Regions from separate parts of the Pan troglodytes genome. Here region 2 is linked to region 1. Evidence: chromatin contacts called from public HiChIP or PLAC-seq data. All regions are on one chromosome and are shown on one strand. The core of a region is the stretch at or near the end of the contact, and the rest is flanking DNA. Distances in the headings are between cores, read along the strand shown.

Evidence for each region. HiChIP or PLAC-seq counts read pairs in DNA pulled down with a chosen protein or histone mark.
Region 2: an H3K4me3 HiChIP or PLAC-seq map of stem cell-derived excitatory neurons shows a contact between it and region 1, with 3 times the contacts expected there. The contact joins the promoter of DDX19A here to the promoter of SF3B3 in region 1. A contact is called at or near these places in 1 of 7 Hi-C or Micro-C datasets (induced pluripotent stem cells) and 1 of 1 datasets of contacts at active chromatin or transcription factors (stem cell-derived excitatory neurons).

The regions. Positions count from the first base shown.
Region 1 is chr18:72,157,533-72,160,766 of NHGRI_mPanTro3-v2.0_pri, reverse strand. SF3B3 (splicing factor 3b subunit 3) reads left to right here and starts at 1,694. Exons shown (of 26, transcript XM_511081.7): 1 at 1,694-1,845. COG4 (component of oligomeric golgi complex 4) reads right to left here and starts at 1,497. Exons shown (of 19, transcript XM_016930110.2): 1 at 1,294-1,497. The coding sequence starts at 1,464.
Region 2 is chr18:72,337,033-72,340,266 of NHGRI_mPanTro3-v2.0_pri, reverse strand. It overlaps DDX19A (DEAD-box helicase 19A), which reads left to right and starts at 1,566. Exons shown (of 12, transcript XM_024349921.3): 1 at 1,566-1,764. The coding sequence starts at 1,708. LOC104002664 (a long non-coding RNA gene) reads right to left here and starts at 1,501. Exons shown (of 3, transcript XR_001710411.4): 1 at 915-1,501.

The DNA.
Region 1 (3,234 bases), core at 445-2,944:
TCCGCCTCCTGGGTTCAAGCAATTCTCCTGCCTCAGTCTCCCGAGTAGCTGGGATTACAGGCATGCGTCACCACGCCCGGCTAATTTTGTATTTTTAGTAGTGATGGTTTTCACCATTTTGGTCATGCTGGTCTCGAACTCCTGACTCAGGTGATCCTCCCGTCTTGGCCTCCCAAAGTGCTGGGATGGCAGGCGTGAGCCACCGCGCCCCGCAAGATACTAAATTTTAAAACACATCTTGCTGAGGCCAGACAAAAAAAGCCCCCCACACTAAACTAGCCAGGCACGGTGGTGTGCGCCTCTGGTTTCATCGATTCTGATTGCAGCACAACAGCACTCCAGCCTGCGCAACAGAGAGCGGCCCTGTTTCTAAAAATAACAAAACAAAACAAAAAACACCACACATATCTTGCTGAAAAACGTATCAGAAACTGCTAGAGTTAGTGCAAGTTTATACTTGAAAATACTCAAAGATATCAACGATCACCTCTCCCTCAGGCTGAAACTGCCTTTTGTGCTCAACTTTGCTAGAAGTTTGGTCTGGGAAACAGCTGACAAGCTTAGAGCTTAGATCTCTTTTGACTAGCAAGGAACCCAACTGACATTCGAAAGTGAATTGACAGCATCGAGTTGCCACTGAAAATTAAAGGAGGCAGGAGATAGAACGTTATGAACTGAAAGGAATTGGAGAATAGTCCACACCTCTCATTTGATAAAATATCAAGGGTACCAGAGATGAAGTGACTTGTCCAAGGTTAGAGAATTGTGTCTGAGTCTTAAAAGCTCAAACCTCTACAAAGATGTGCATTTGACCAAAACGCTAAAATCACACCCCCAAATCACTCCCCACAAGAGGAAGTCTTAAAACGCTTCAAGAAGTTAATCTGCAAAGGCTTCCCTCTTAAATAACAGGATGAGAGCGTTTCATAATTTGTAAATTAAGCCAATGCAAAAGGGCGCTTATTATTTTGAGAACCAAGCACTTTGGCAAATACTCTCAGACTAACTTTACTCCCGTGGAGAAACTGGTGATCATGGATCAGGGAAATCAACGGGGGTCTAGGGAGGAGAGGCTGCAGATCGCCCAGGTATCAGGGAAGACAAGCTCGGCGCGTCCGACAGCGTGAAAAGAGTTGACAGGACTACTCATATACCCGACTAGCTTCCGCTTCTTTGTTTCCCCGCTTTTTTGTATCCCCCAGCAAGGAGAGTTTCCCACAGCCCGGATTTCCCGACTGAAGGCTCCCACTCTCCCTAGATCCTCCATGAAAAAGAGGAGGCTCGACCCCGCACCTCCTCGCCGCAGAGCCGTTCGTATACAGCCTCCAGCTCCTGCAGCTCTGTCAGGGAGCGAATGAGCTCAGCGGAGATTTCGGAGCAGCGGCCACCTCCCACCCCCTCAGACGGCGGCTGCACCCCTGACAGCTTCGGAGGCGAATCAAGGTCCGCCATCTTGGTCCCCATTCGGCACTTCCGGTCCCGCGAGGCCCCCTCTTCGTTGGCGCCTATTTGGGGCTGCCTACAGAAGTGCCCAATGAACTCTAATGGTTTTTTTTTAAGTCTACTTCTAAAAACGTATTAATTTTCTATTCTCCTGGAAAAAGCAAAGCAATAAAGCATGTTTAAATAATTTGTAATGCCGTGTGGAAGCAAGACGGAAGCATTTTTTAAAAATTATATATATTCTTCAGGCGCGGATTGGGTGCCTTTTTCCGCCGCGCGCCACCAGAATGTCCCTGTCTTGAGGTCTAATGGCGGACGCCAGTATGTTGGAGTTGGTGGTGGCTTAAGTTTTGAAGGGAGGTAGCATCCGTTGGATATCCACACCATCCTTCTCGCTGCAGGGTAAAAAAACAGCCTGGAGACTTCCCCGGGCCCGGGGAGGCGGAGAGCGGCCATATGGAAGGGGGACCCTAGACTTTGGCGGGGGTCACGGGCAGTCTAGGCCCGAGAGGCTGGGGACCAGGAGGAGGTACCGAGGGATGGTTGAGGCGCCAAAACGGCTTCCTGCAGTTATCTCTCGCTTCCATCCACAGTGTGGGAACGTATTCTATCTCAAAATAGGGCTCGTGGAGATTGCTTTTAACTTCTGGGGACTCTGAGACGGGGGAGGTGTGACAAGCAGCGGGAGGGATGGATGTCTCCCTCTGGGTAGAGTAAATGGTACACCGATGGGAAGATAGAAAGATGGAGCGTGTTAAAAGCGTAAATAACGGAAACAGTCTTTAGAGCCAAGACTCTGGTTTGAATTTGTATTTTGGTAGTTGGGCAACTTGTCTCCTCCTCTGAACCTCTATTTTCTCGTTTGCGTAATGGAGGACAGAGTTTAAATGCGATGATGTTTCCTTGGAGGATGGAGAAGATGCAGTGAGCAATCATACAAGCTTTTTGTAATAATGGTAAACAGACGTGGGGGAAATTTTTTTTGTTTTGTTTTGTTTTTGTGATGGAGTCACAGTCTGTCGCCCAGACTGGAGAGCAGTGGCGCGATCTCGGCTCACTGCATCTCTGCCTCCCGGGTTCCACCGATTCTCTTACCTCAGCCTCCCGAGTAGACTAGCTGGGATTACGGGCGCGTGCCACCACGCCCGGCTAATTTTTCTTTTTTTGAGACGGTGTCTCGCTTTGTCGCCCAGGCTGGAGTGCAGTGGCGCGATCTCTGCTCACTGCAAGCTCCGCTTTCCGGGTTCACGCCATTCTCCTGCCTCAGCCTCCCGAGTAGCTGGAACTACAGGCGCCCGCCACCGCGCCCAGCTAATTTTTTGTATTTTTAGTAGAGACGGGGTTTCACGGTGTTAGCCAGGATGGTCTCGATCTCCTGACCTTGATCCACCTGCCTTGGCCTCCCAAAGTGTTGGGATTACAGGTGTGAGACACCGCGCCCGGCCCAGACGTGGGGGAAGTTTTAAAGCTTACCACATTTATCTGGTATATATTTTTTGTTTGTTTGTTTTGTTTTTGAGACGAAGTCTCGCTGTCGCCCAGGCTGGAGCGCAGCGGCTTGATCTCGGCTTACTGCAGCCTCCTCCTCCTTGGTTCTAGCTATTCTCACGCCTCAGCTTCCCGAGTAGCTGAGATTAAAGGCGTGTGCCACCGCGCCCGGCTAGTTTTTGCATTTTTAGTAGAGGGGTTTTCACTGTGTTGGCCAGGCTGGTCTCAATTCCTGACCTCAAGTGACCCATTTGCCTCGGCCTCCCAAAGTGCTGGGATTACAGGCGTGAGCCACCACTGCGC
Region 2 (3,234 bases), core at 317-2,816, 180 kb before region 1:
TTGGGAACTGCTTATAAAAAAGAAAAAGCAGGTCAGCACTGTGGCTCACACCTGTAATCCCAGCACTTTGGGCGGCCCAGGCAGGCAGATCCTTGAGCTCAGGAGTTCAAGGCCAGCCTAGCCAACGTGGTGAAACTCCATCTCTACTAAAAATACAAACATTATCTGGGCGTGGTGGCGTGTGCCTGTAATCCCTGCTGCTTGGGAGGCTGAGGCAGGAGAACCGCTTGAATCCAGGAAGCAGAGGTTGCAGTGAGCCAAGACCCGGCCACTGCACTCCAGCCTGGGTGATATCTGTAAATAATGGTTCCATGAGTTTAGAAATACAAAGTAGCATGAGTTAACAAATTTACACATCTATGTAACCAGGTCCCAATCAAGATACAGAATAATTCTATCACCCAGGAAGTTCTCTTGTGTCTGGACCAAACATCCTTCTCCACAGGTAAGCTCTGTTAGTTTTTATCACCATAGATTTTATTTGTCCTATTCTTGAATCTCATATAAATAGATTATACATTATGTATTTGGTGGTCCTTCAACATAATGGCCAGGTGTGGTGGCTCATGCCTGTAATCCCAACACTTTGAGAGGCCAAGGCAGGAGGATCTCTGGAGTTAGCAGGAGATCGAAAGCAGCCTGAGCAATATAATGAAGACTCCCGTCTCCGCAAAAAGTTTAAAAACTAGCCAGGAGTGGTGGTGCGGGCCTGGGGGCCCAGCTACCTGGGAGGCTGGGGTGGGAGGTCAAGGGTGCAGTGAGCCGAGATCACACCACTGCATTCCAGCCTGGGCGACACAATGAGACCCTGACTCAAAAAGAAACGAAAAAACGCATTGTGTGTTGTGTTTATTGGATGGTGGAATTATGGGGTTTACGGGTCTTCTGTTGCGTTTTGGTTTTTGTTTTCTTACCTGTTATCGCGTTCCTAACAGTAGAAATTGGCATCATATAGTATTCTCATGGAACTTTCCTTTGTTCAAAGCCCTACAGTTCAGAGACTTACACATTTAATGTGAGATACGACAGGCTTAAAAAGGAACGTTGGGGGCCGGGCGCGGTGGCTCACGCCTGTAATCCCAGCACTTTGGGAGGCTGAGGCGGGAGGATCACAAGGTCAGCAGTTCGAGATCAGCCTGGCCAACATGGTGAAACCCCATCTCTACTAAAAATACAAAAATTAGCCGGGCGTGGTGGCGGGCACCTGTAATCCCAGCTACTCGGGAGGCTGAGGTAGAATAGCTTGAACACGGAGGCGGAGGTTGCAGTGAGTCGAGATCCCGCCACGGCACTCCAGCCTGGGACAGAGCGAGACTCCGTCTCGAAAAAAAATAATAAAATAAATAATAAAATAAATAAAATAAAATAAACGTTGGCTTATTTCAGTGTGAAGTAAGGCAACAAACGGAGGGCTAACGGTTCCACTTCGTAGAGCTCAGACATTTTAAGAAGCGAGGAGGCCGCGTCCTGGAAGGGTGAGCAAAAAGCGCGAGGTTTGCGCACGAAGGGAAAGGCGAGGCCCGAGGAGAGACCTGGCGCCGCGCAGAATGATGATGTCGCACGCCGGGTGGGAACTGACGTCACCTGTGCTCACCGCCGCTTCCGGTCCGCGTGAGGTGCATTCTCGCGCCGGTGGCGAGGTTAGGGCCGGCGTTGAGACGTGGTGCAGCGCATATTTTCACAAGTGGGTCTCCCTTGTCCGGGACTATGGCCACCGACTCGTGGGCCCTGGCGGTGGACGAGCAGGAAGCGGCTGTCAAGTCGGTCAGTAGCTCAGCTCCTGGCGAGGAGGACGTAGCAGGGGCCCAAGCGAAACCTCCCAAAAGCACAGGGAGCTCCCCGGGTTGGGGAGGCCCCTGGGCAACGCGCTCCTGGAGTTTGCTGGGGCAGTCACTTGCCCTTGATTTGCTCTTAGAGCTAAAGAGACCAATGTCGAGCTTTTTATCTCCATCTGGGCTGGTTAAGGACTTCATCCTTTGGTAAATCCGCCCCACTATGCATGCTGTCATTCCTCTATTGACCTCCTCGGTGACGATTATAAGGAAAGCCAAGTTTAGATTCTGATTCTCTTTTTCATTACGCGACCGTTCTTCGCATGTTTCTATACTACTCTGTATTTAACATTTCTTAGATCCATGCTTAACGTGGTTGGTAGTTTGTAGCTCTTTGCAGAATAACAGATTCACTTTTGGATTTAATACCTCAATCTACTGCAGATGTTGGAAGGAGGCACTACAAATTGTTTCATTGATGTGTAAAGTAACGGTTTCATGTACTTGTTCTTTCAGTAATGAATATTCATTCAACTGGAATGTAATTACAGCATACACTGTGGCTTTCTGTTCTTATATCTAAGACCTAAACTTTAGGTTTGTTTAGTGATGATGGACTGTCTTTTTTTTTGTTGTAATTGTTTCTCTTTTGAGGCAGAGTTTTGCTCTTGTTGCCCAGGCTGGAGTGCAATGGCGCCATCTCGGCTCACCGCAACCTCAGCCTCCCGGGTTCAAGCGATTCTCCTGCCTCAGCCTCCTGAGTAGCTGGGATTACAGGCATGCGCCACCACGCCCGGCTAATTTTGTATTTTTTGTAGAGACGGGGTTTCTCCATGTTGGTCAGGCTGGTCTCGAACTCCCGACCTCAAGTGATCCGCCCACCTCGGCCTCCCAAAGTGCTGGGATTACAGCCGTGGGTCACCGCGCCCAGCCGGTATGGGGATTTTTGAGAGGGCTATTGACAGAATTAGACAAGGCTGGCAAGGATTTATTGAACTATGGAGAACAGAATATGTTAGAAGTGATGGCTAATAGAAATATCAGTGTAGAAGTTATTCTGATAGCCCCGAGATAGAGGGCCTATGTTGGGCAGTAGAAGTGAAAATTAAGGGATGGGTATAAGATATGAAGGTAGAATGGGTAGGACTTGCTAACATAATAAAGGAGAGAAGGGAGATAAAGCCAAAGGTTTCTGTTTTCAACCTGGATCCTATTGGTATTACTAACGTCCCAATAACAGGAATAGGAAAGTGGGAGGAAGGGCAGATTTGATAGAATGGTGAAGGCAGCCGGGCATGATGGCACCCACCTGTGATCCCAGCACTTTGGGAGGCCGAGGCGGGCAGATCACTCGAGGTCAAGAGTTTGATACCAGCCTGGCCAACATAGTGAAACCCTGTCTCTACTAAAAATACAAAAGTTAGCCAGGTGTGGTAGTGGTCCCCTGTTAATCCCAGCTACT